Linked DNA regions of Rattus norvegicus: region 2 is linked to region 1. A link is a contact called in public Hi-C data. All regions are on one chromosome and are shown on one strand. The core of a region is the stretch at or near the end of the contact, and the rest is flanking DNA. Distances in the headings are between cores, read along the strand shown. Region 1 has its middle 61 kb from the start of Mir1843b. Region 2 has its middle 200 kb from the start of Mir1843b.

Evidence for each region. Hi-C and Micro-C count contacts between places; a contact is called where the count stands out from the background.
Region 2: a Hi-C map of frontal cortex shows a contact between it and region 1, with 4 times the contacts expected there. The contact joins two enhancer-like sites. A contact is called at or near these places in 8 of 12 Hi-C or Micro-C datasets (the A7r5 cell line, Schwann cells, frontal cortex and 4 more) and 1 of 1 datasets of contacts at active chromatin or transcription factors (oligodendrocytes).

Annotation. Positions count from the first base shown.
Region 1 is chr13:74,143,658-74,149,155 of GRCr8, forward strand. No RefSeq gene overlaps it. Among named protein-coding and RNA genes, the nearest start is that of Mir1843b, 61 kb to the left of the region's middle. Within about 2 kb of position 2,639, at least 5 of the 93 cell types and tissues checked have an H3K27ac peak or open chromatin away from gene starts, as enhancers often do.
Region 2 is chr13:74,278,188-74,283,685 of GRCr8, forward strand. No RefSeq gene overlaps it. Among named protein-coding and RNA genes, the nearest start is that of Mir1843b, 200 kb to the left of the region's middle. Within about 2 kb of position 2,259, at least 4 of the 93 cell types and tissues checked have an H3K27ac peak or open chromatin away from gene starts, as enhancers often do.

The DNA of each region.
Region 1 (5,498 bases), core at 1,389-3,888:
GGAGCCTGTCACAGCTACTGAGGCAGCTAGGCGGCCCATCCCACGCATGCACGCTGCCTTCGTCTTCCAGATTCCTAGTTATGAAACATTTCTGGATAGAAACCGTCTTAGGAATTTTCCATGCATCTGCACTGTCTCCTTGCTAAAATTTCATTTCCTGTGTGCATGGACCATTCATTTTACTTTCCCTAAGCTGCTTGATAGGACACAGGCATCTCTGAAGTTACACAGGCAGGCCTCAGTTTGAGGCCTTGGCGCTGTGCTTATGAACTATAAACCTGGGCAAATCTCACTGTTTTCAGTCTCTTTTACCTTCCTCTAACATCGGACAGGGGTACTTATCTAATGATGTTGTTATAAGGGCCTTGAAGCCAGCATGTCAAGTAGTCCTCAAATATTCACATTCGCTATCACAGAATTATTGTTATTATTATTACTATTAGTATTGTTATCATCATTAACTCCATTTGTTGATGGAATTTAGGGGAGAGGTGCAGAGAGGGTAGGAGGGAGATATTTTGGGGGACGCGGGGAAAGCCTACTGAGGCAAAGTGAAGGACTGAGTTTCATGTTTGTGGAGTGTCCAAGCATAGGTGGGAAAGATGTCTGAAAAGGTCAAGAAGAGGAAGTATGAGCAGGGAGTGGCACGTAACGGCTTGCAGAAGACTCCAGGGTTGAGATGTCCCTGGCTTTTCTGTGCTTAAAGATCAGAGTATTTGCTTGAGATAAACTTGACCTTCAAGGTCAGAGACAGCCCCAAGGAAGGCCACAAAAGTCATCGGAAAGAAAAATGAGTGCAATATGGCTAGGGCGTGCTCTCTCCAATTGCGTTCCGTCTGGATCTTAGACACTGCCTTAAAGCCAAGGACAAGATGGGGCCAATTTCACAGGTTAAGTCCAGGAAGGGTTTTCAGTGTTTCAATATAATAAAGGTGGGTGTGCCCAAGCAAGGAGATGGTCTTTCCTGGCCTGGGACCTGGGCCAGCCTGAGACCCACTTTCCCACCACTCTCAAGGGCTGCATATGTCTGTTCTAATCTCTCTATATGCAGTGATCTGGCCACAAAAGCATTCAGAGACCGATGTCACATGTCAGGCTGGTGCAGAGCAGAGCCTGTCTAGGAGACAGGAAAGTCTTGAGAGGGGTACAGAGATGGAGCTCATCTTGTAGAGAGCTTGCTTAGCACATGAAGCCTGGGATTTGCTCTTGAGCAATGCGTAACGGGGTTATGGAGACACAGACCTGTAACCTCAGCAATTGGGAGGTTGAGACCGTAGGATCAGAAGTTCAGTCAACCTTGGCTATAAAGTGAGTTCGAGGTCATCCTGAGTTACAAAGTAGCCCGACTTCAAAGAGAAAGGCAAAGGGAGACTTAGGGAGAGGAAAAGTGGATGGGGGCTGTCTCTCAATTGAGGACATGGGCAAGAAGTTTGCTCAAGAATATAGACCTAGGAGCTGGAGAGAGTTCAAGTCCCAGAGCCCAAATGGTAGGGGAAAACCAACTCTCACAAGTTTTGCTGTGACCTCTACACATATCCTACCTCCCCCCAAGGGGTAAAGAAAAGAGTTCAGGACCTGGTGATCTCTGGCAGGCAAGGTGAGCTTCGCCTCCTGTTGGTTGATTCTTTTGTGGTTCCAGTAGGGTATAATTACTGCCCCCCTCCCCCAATGTGGCTACCGAGCACCGGGTATCTTTCTCCCTGAGTGCTGTTGTGAGTATAAAAAGCACACTGGATCCAGTACAAACAAAAGGGACAGAATGTCCCCTTAGTAATTTTTGTTCTAACTAAAAGTTTAAGAAAAATTTAGGATATGTTAGATTAAACAAAATATATTATTAAACTTACTATGAGCTATTATAATTTTTTCCTATTTACTATGAATTTTAAGGTGAGATGCAATGTGACCTGTGTTATATTTTCATAGAACAGTATTGTTCATCCCAGGCAGCCTGCTGGCTGATGGAAATGTGTCCCCATGTTGCCTTCCTGAGGAATGAAAGGACCATAGGGAATGCCCTCCACTTACAGAGAGAGGACATTGTATAACTTATTCAACCCCCTTGCTTCTGATGGATCTTCCACATCCTGTAGTGTTTAGGACTTTTTAACCCCCATCTCTTGAGTTTTAAACAATATTCAGAATATAGGAAGCTTTTGGAAAATATTACTGGATGGATGGATGGATGAATGGATGGATGGATGGATGGATGGATGGATGGTTAAAGCACATTGGACTCCCCTCATCCCTCTACCCTAGTCCTACTAGGGAATGCTATGGTGAAAACACAGGCTGATGCTTAATCCCACATTCTTCAGCACAAAACCCACACCTCCCCATTTCCAGGTTTCCAGTACGAACAGTTTAAAGCCAGAAATGTTTAAATGTTCAGTGGCGGTCCCACAGCTTTGTCAGGTCTCCTTGGAGACAGGGTGTGTTTGTGCCCCCAACTGTGGCTGGGCATGTGGGTGACTAGGGACATTTTCTAATTTCAGAGGTTGCTAGGTGAGGAGCGTCTATCCTTATGAGGGGGCTTCTGTGCATGCGGTGGCTGGGGGGAGAGGAGAGCGCATGCGCAAGGTGTAGTGTGGGTGACTATGAAAGGAAAAAGGTCCTGGCTTTGGTCTTCTCACCTGTGTGATGGGTATCAGTGGCTATTCAGAGCTCTACTGAGACTCGGGACACCTTAAGGTCTGTGAGCAGAGAGTCACAGGGATGAAGCCACCCATAAATCTGCATTTTGCCATAACCCCCAAATTTCTGTTTCTCCCAGTTTCTTGGGGAACAAGGAAATGAGCTTGATGGGCATGGAGTGAAAGAGCGTGGGCAGCTAGCAACCGGGGAGAAGCAGGAGGCTGACGCCAACTCTCTCCGATTCCTCAAAGCTCACTGTTCTTGTCTCATATTTCAGAAAGGGCAGTCAGAGCTCAGGGCAGAATTAATTTACCTAAACATATGGAGCGGGATTCAGTCCAAACCTCTAGCTCTTGGATTTTCTCCTGAATCTGAACTGGAAGGTCATCAGCGCACCTGGACTCATCTAGTCTCTTCCGTTCATTTGCTGTGTGTCTTGAGGTATCTCTGGGCTATCACCCTTTCAGAGTAAAATAAAGTAGAGGACATCAGTAATGAGATTTTCCTATGGGGTATGTTATCCTCAGAGGGAGATCACGCCTCCTGTTCTATTAACAACACCACCTGTTTATCCCATAAAACGGGAACGTATTGGACTGAGCAACCTGACCGAGGTCTGGGGAGAAGCCTTCAGAGCTACTGCATGGTTCTGTTATTGCTTCTGTCTCCACCAGAGGGCAATCTTCGATCCTGTAATGAAACAAACCATACGGTGGTCTGCTGGGCTGAAATTCAGACTGGAAAGGTGCAAAGGTCGCCCGCCCCTTAACAACTGCTGACCTGAGCCTAAGGTCCCCGAGACAGTGGTTGCATGGGGGACTGCAAGGAAAGACTATTTTGGGGGAGCCCCTGAGATATATGGAGTGTTTGACTGTGGAGTCAACTGAACTCGGCTGATCATTCAGACCACAATTGCAAGACTAGAGGTGGAACTAGGAGGGTCTCTTACTCTCGGTAGAGCCACGTGGCAAGAGATTGTGCACAGCACGGAGAGGAGTAAGAGAAGGAGGAGTTCATGTTAAGATGTTCAGTCTTTATAGAGGTAGAGGACCCCTCCGAGATGACTCAGGAACCCCGCTTATAGACAGCAAGGTTGGGGGCTTTGTGAGATCCAGTGCTCGTGGAAGTTCGCACAATAGGACAATGTCTGGGTTGAGACTTTAGCTCAGCCCAGAAGAATGACATTTTCTCTGTTTGATTTTTGAGTCCAAGTCTCACTATGTAGCTCAGGCTGGCCTCAAACCTTCTGACTGTTAGGATTTCAAGTGTGCACAACTATGCCTGAACACCGTGTTTAGTTGTACCTTTCTGTGTCCCATTAGTGACCAACTTTTCAAAGCAAAGGTGTTTGGCATGAAGGAGAGTAAATAGGAAAAGCTAGGGCTCAGAGCCTTCCCCAGCCTTCTGGGAAGGGAATGTGGACCATGACCACGAAGTGGTAGAAGATAGGTCAGTGGACAGGCGGCCAGCTTTGCCGGCAGGAGAGCCTGAGGGTTTAGTACCGAATTCAGGCTTCCTGGGTAAGGCAAGAGAAAGACTCTCATACCAAAGTGACTGTTTTGTGTTTGGGGCTGGGGAGCACAGGCCTGTTTCACACACTTACCTTCTCAGGTGTCATTCCTGTCCTACGGCCCAGGAATCCTCATCCCCAGTTCTTAGAAGGCTCAGCTGAGGTGCACAGAACTTTGCCAAGAATTTACCACTTTTAGGTAGCAGAGTTTGGATTTGAACCTATGTCAGTGTGACACTAGTGGCTTCTGGTGAACACCCACCTAGAGCTCCTCATATCTGACAATCACTTGCTCAGTCCCTTTGTCACATTAGTCTGTGCTAGAGTATCCCCAGAGGCAACCACATCCCCCTGGCGCCAGCTGAGGAATGAGTTAAGGCCATCACATGCTACTGACTGTCTGGAACATTCAGACAAAGGATTCCTGAAACTGCTATACCATAGGTTGTCCACCTGTGGGTCTTGACCCCTTTGAGGTCAAGCAATCCTTTCACAGGGGTTGTATATCAGATATCCTGCATACCAGATGTTTATATTACGATTCATAAAAGAAGAAAAATTATAGTTATGCAGTTGCAGTGAGATACTTTTATGGTTGGGAGGGTCACCACAACATGAGGAACTGTATCAAATGGTCACAGCGTTAGAAAAGCTGAGAACCACTGTCCTACACCACTGGTTCACAGCAACTGGTGGGTCCGCTAGTACAGGATTCCAGAGAGGAGAGACTGGACCAGGGGAAGCTTCTTAAGACCAGATTTTGGCTCAAACACACACTGTGCCTGGGCATTTTTTTTCCAGTTAATAAACAGACAATCATTATTTTTCTCTGGCCAAATGGAAACTGGCCTTGGAGCTTGCAGCAAGGGAGCAGTAATCTGGGTAATTGACAGACAGGAAGAGCTTAATAAGCCCCAGACTACCAAGGATCATGGATCAGAGCCCCTCCCATCTGAAGGCTGGTCACCCAGGGTCTCCTAGGGGCAGGCTCCAACTGCTCTCAAGCAGCTCACTGCATTGTGGGGAGGGCTGGTCCCACACAGAGATTTCTAGGGGAAGGAATATATTTGTAATTGAGAGAAACAAAATAGACCAGCCAAAGTACATGGCTGCAGAGACAAAACTTGGGTATATAAGTCATGCTTCTATTTTTCCTCTGAAGCAGAGCAAAAATAGCAGATTTTTTTTTCATCAGGATAGGAAGCAAGTGCCACAAAGCCTCCCTCACCCATCGTATCCCTTCAGAGACAGAGGAACAGTTAGAAGGAGACTCTGTGGGATGTTGTTGGGCTCAGGGACCTTGGAATCTCATGTATCAGGTATCGAATGAAGCAGGAGGAGGTACATGGACCCC
Region 2 (5,498 bases), core at 1,009-3,508, 130 kb after region 1:
ACCATACGCAGAGTAGACAATGAGGGGTGGGTGTAGATTTGTTGACAGGCTGCCTAGCTGTGAGGAGGTCCTGGAACAGGAGTGACACCTATCCCGGGTCCACACCATTGCCCTTATCTGCAGCAAGAGGAGGCCGCCAATCTAATCCTCTGCTGCACTGAAGGCAGACATCTGCTTTGCTCTCACTAATTTAGTGTAGGAAGCCTGGCTTGCTCTCGGGTATAGATAACAATTCCTAGCTGGCAGGCAGGCTGGGGAGCCGGGAGCTCAGCTGCATCCCTCCTTAGCTAGCATTCCATCACCCAGCAGTCCTCCCTCCCCAGGCAGGCTGCAGCTGGCCAGGCCCCATGCACAGAAGCTTGAGGTACCAGGGGGAAGGGCAGGGTTAGTGACTCAGGGAGATGGTGCATACTTGCTCTCACAGACACAGGACTGCAGTTCCCAGAACAGACTCTGCTCAGAACTGTCTGAGCCAGCTCTGCCCTCAGAGGAACCAGATGAACTGGGAGGGAGGAGGTGTTCCAGGCTGCACATGCTGGAAGCCTGGAGGGAGAGAGGTTTGTTGTACATTAATGGCCACTCTGGGAATTGCTGTCCTCTTGTAGGTAAGCACTCCACAAAGGGCTTTGGAGCCCCCTATGCTGGCAGGTCCTGAGCACAGTGTCCTTTCATCTGGAAACCAAAAACCAAACAAGGTCCATAACTAATATGGACTCTAGGACTACTCTCTCACTCTCTCTGTACTTCTCCTATGGGGACCCAGCAGTGGGTACCCTTTTTTTTTACTGGACTGTTTTCTACAAGTCCCAGTGAAAGTTTGAGGTCTCTGTACTTATCCCCAGTGGAATGAGAAAGAAAACAATTAGTTTTCTGTCTTGAAGCCTAGTTCATTCCTCAGTTCTGCTCTTATACTCATGTTTTTTTTTCATCTTTATTAACTTGAGTATTTCTTATTTACATTTCGATTGTTATTCCCCTTTCCAGTTTCCTGGCCAACATCCCCCTAACCCCTCCCCTTCCCCTTCTCTATGGATGTTCCCCTCCCCATCCTCCCCCCGTTACCGCCCTCCCCCCAACAATCATGTTCACTGGGGGTTCAGTCTTGGCAGGACCAAGGGCTTCCCCTTCCACTGGTGCTCTTACTAGACTATTCATTGCTACATATGCAGTTGGAGTCCAGGGTCAGTCCATGTACAGTCTTTGGGTAGTGGCTTAATCCCTGGAAGCTCTGGTTGGTTGTTCATATGGGGTCTCAAGCCCCTTCAAGCTCTTTCAGTCCTTTCTAAGATTCCTTCAACGGGGGTTCTGTTCTCAGTTCAGTGGTTTAATGATGACATTTGCCTATGTATTTGCTGTTATACTCATGTTTTAAATGACAGTTCTGAGGTTGCTGTTCCTCATCCCAAATAGAGTTTGGATTTTCCAGGAACCTTGAAAGGTTTAAAGTTAAGCTGTGATTGAGTGTGGCAGTATATAACTATGATCCCAATATTTGGGAAGCTGAAGGAAGAGGATCATGGTTTGGAGGCCAGCCTGAGGTACATATAGAGATGCCATCCTAAAAGACAAAAGGGATAAAGTGGTTGCTCAAATAAACACCACCACAAATTAGCTTTAATGGAGCAGAGATTTACTATTAGTAAAGGAGCAGAGATTACTCAACTTACTGGGATTCAGAGCCCTGCTGACAGTTAGCATCTAAGATAGAATTGTCTGGAGCCTTTTTCCTGTCCTTGATTCTACTTCCTTCTGGGTAATTGTGAATGGAATCACTTTATAAAGCCAGAGAAATGACTACAGTTAACTCTAGGTCCACATGGTTCCTTTTGGTAAGCTCTTAGAGAACAATTCTTCCTGAACATCTAAGATTCTGTTTGGCTATGTTTGGGGCATGTGCTCAGTCTTGAATCCAGCTTTAGATGTATTCTGCAGGCAAAGTAATAGATCTACAGTCTATTGCAATGGCATCAAAGTAAATGAAGGATTTTGGACAAGGGTCTTTTCCATCTGCTGCCTAAACACAACAGCATATCCTACCCTTTCCTGGAGTTGGCAGTGTTTGGAGCTGTCCAACAGTGTTCTTTCTCTGTTCTGTCAAACCTCCCCTCACTCTCCTAGATTCTATCAACTCAGTGCTATTTTGAAAAATCCCGAGGCATTTTCTACAGTTCTTTCCCTAGCCAGTATCTGGCTGTAGCTCCAGCCTTTCTGTCTCTATAGCCAGCAGCTGTCCCTTCAGAGTTCTCTCCAGACATTATCCTCATCATGCAATGAGGTCACCAAGTCCTGCTGAGTCAGGCTGGGACAGAGCCCAAGTGCAGTCTTAGCATTCAGGACCTTCTCTGCCTCATTGTGGGGGTGAGCATTTGAGCCACATTGTCCTTATGGAAAGCTATAAAAATTCATCCCTCTACTTTCAAGATCCTGAAATAGTTTCTTGTAAACACAACTTACAATGATTAGGCCAATCCGACTTACCTCATCTGAGTTGAAAGTGAATGAGTGAGCCATTTTCTCCAATACCTAAATGTCCCTACAATGTCTTAACAAGTGGCCATTCTTCTTGAGTTGTACCATGTTTAGAAGTCTCCATTATTGGGCAACTCTTTATGTTGGCAACTTGCCTTTCATCACTTTTCTTCAATCAGAGGACAAGAGCAAAATGAAGAGTAAGTTCCTTATGCTAAAGGTCTGAGAGTCCAAGAGAAGTTTCTTCTGCATGGTCTGAATGTGTGACTCTTGATTATCTGTACTGTGGATACTGAGAAACCATGGACTCGCAGTCATTACAAAGGTAGCACCTATCCATGTATGTCCATGGCCAGGGTCTGTGGCATGAGACTATACATAAGGACTCAGAGATTGTAGACACTGTGCACTCTCATCTCTCATGCCCCAAGATGGGATCAGGCTGCCTCATTGCCTTAGAGGAATTGCTTATTTCCTGGCCATTGAGTTCCCTACCTATATAATGTTACCTTCAACCTTCTACCTGCAGAATGTGGGATGGCTGGTCTTCTATAATCAGGGGAAAAGGTGCAGGCATAACCAGAATTTTCTTCCCAGTGATGGGGCAAGATGTAGAGCCATTTTAAGATGGCATGAGGTATGCAGGATCCCTCACTTTTCCTGTGAGGAAAAAGTTGTGGAGCAACAGACACAAAAGAGAAAATTCCTACTCTTCTCTCCTCCCTCTATTTCTGTCTTTTTTTTTTTTTTTGCTCTTTCCCTCTTCTATAACATCCTCTATATCCTGGTCCCACAGAATCCCACAGGACTTGAAATACTCCCTGAAGTCAAACATTGTCTTGGCTCTCAAGGAATTTATGTCCTCATAGGAGAAGGACAAGTATTTATAATCATTTATCACTATGACCATGTAAACACAAGATCTTGGAAAAGATATTACATAGAAAAGAGGAAGACTCTCTTCTCCCACTTGGGTGGTAATCACATAGACTGTCCAAGAGCTAAGTTTTCTTATCCCTTTTGTCTCATGTTTACAACAAGCTGTTTACTTCTAGTTCATAACACTGCAGGGATAATTATGGTTGGCCTTGGTTACCCTTGAAACTAAGAGCTTTCATTGCCTACTCTATATTTACCACGCTCCAAAGTGGAACCCTCAGTTTTCCCCATTCTTTTTTGAAAAGTCATAGCTATAGCTTCTTACTTCTGTGTCTACCCCTAAGGTCCAAAAATGTAGACCTTAGAACTTTCTGGAATGTTGGCTGTGGCATGGCTTTTCTTTAGGAAGGCAAGCCATGGTGATAAGATATCCTATGGTCCCAGATACCGGAGGTAGCTGGGTACCAAGGGTCATGCTCTATTTGTTGTGGATGCCTAGGTGGAGAATTACAATATAGAGAGGGGTTTGCCAGCTGGAATACTGGCCTTTGAGTCCCAGTTTCCAGAGAGGACAGTGTAACAGAGGAGCCTCATCTGTAAGAAGGACCAGACAATAAGGAACAAGTAATTGAGCTCAGCCCAATATTAAGTTTAATATACTTAGGCTACTCATATGAGACAACAACGTTCACTTCCATAGATATTTCCTGGGTATAAACCATGTTAGCCACAAGGATGAAAGAAACATAAAAGTTGACCCAGATCTTAAGAGTTGAGATCCTGTCTGCAATCTTCTTAGCTCTCTTTTCTGTTGATGGTCTCCACTCAGCAGCCATTATGTATAGGCAAATGGGTTTGAATCTATATACCCAACACTGGCACACAATATGAGCTCTAGACCTATTCCAGCCAGCATCTAGACAGCTTGAAGCTTGGACTTTCTTCAAACTCAACATATCCCAGACTAACTCATCAATCTCATTTCATTGACACCCTTCCCAAACCTGTCTATCTTCCAAAGTTTGGTATTCTTATATCTAAGATGATTTACTCTCTCTTTCTTAAATGTTCCGCTCTTCTTTCAGACAACTCTGATCTCATGTTTTCCATGCATGGACTGTAGAGAGCAACAGAAGATAAGTTTCGGAACCCAAATTCATTAAGGTCCAGATTAATGACCATTTCCTGGTTGACAACCTCATCATCCTTCCCAGATGGCAGGACTCCCTCCTCCCATCCCCACAAAATTTAATGTGAAACTCTCTTATCCTTTCTGTACCCTACTCCATTCAAATCCGAGTTTCCAATATCTTTGCTGTCCTAAAATAGTCCCATTTTTTAAAGCATTTGGCAAATTTACATGCAGTAGAAACAATTACTCTACTTTCAATGGCCCCTGTTCTAAACTGACTAGTGCTTCCTGGTGGCTTTCTCTTCTGACAGTCATTGATCACTGATTATGTGTTTTTGCAGATGCCATACACTTGCTCAGTTGCTCTGTGTATGCTAGAGTCCTTACAGAGCTGTACGTGTACTCCAGAGTAAAGAGAAAGTGCCTCTCACTTAGGATGACTTTAGAGTCAAACACACATGCTTTCAGTTTGAGAGTCTACCCTTACAGCCCCAGTGACTGTTAGAAAGCTAGTTAACTTGTGTGGCCCCGGCCTCCTCATTTGTAAATGGCAGGTAATACTTACCCTGGAAGGTTCACAGTCCTCTCTCTTTACCCCTTGAGTGTGCCACGCCTTCAGCTTCTGTGTCTTACTTGCCCTTAGATGAGATAACTCTCATTCTTCTAGTCTCAGCTCAGATCTATGCTCCATTGACAGTCTGCAGCCCTCTGGTCAAGTTAGTTTCTTGCCTGTGTTGTCCTTTATTACATTGCCTCTGCCTCTTCTCGGCATCAGCCTCTGAACTGCCTGGTCTCTGCCTTTTCTCTCCACTTTGAGAAACTGCAGACTCCATAGAAATAGAGACTGTGGTTTGCAAAACATCAAGTCCCATCTTTGCTCTTCCTCATTCCTTTAAATCCCAAGATTTCTTAAAGCGAGCTATATTAGGTCAGGAATTTGTAACTGAAATTTTGAAGAAAACGCCCCCATCTTACTTGGTTCTCATTAGCTGGCATTGCAGGAGTTCAGCTCGCCAAA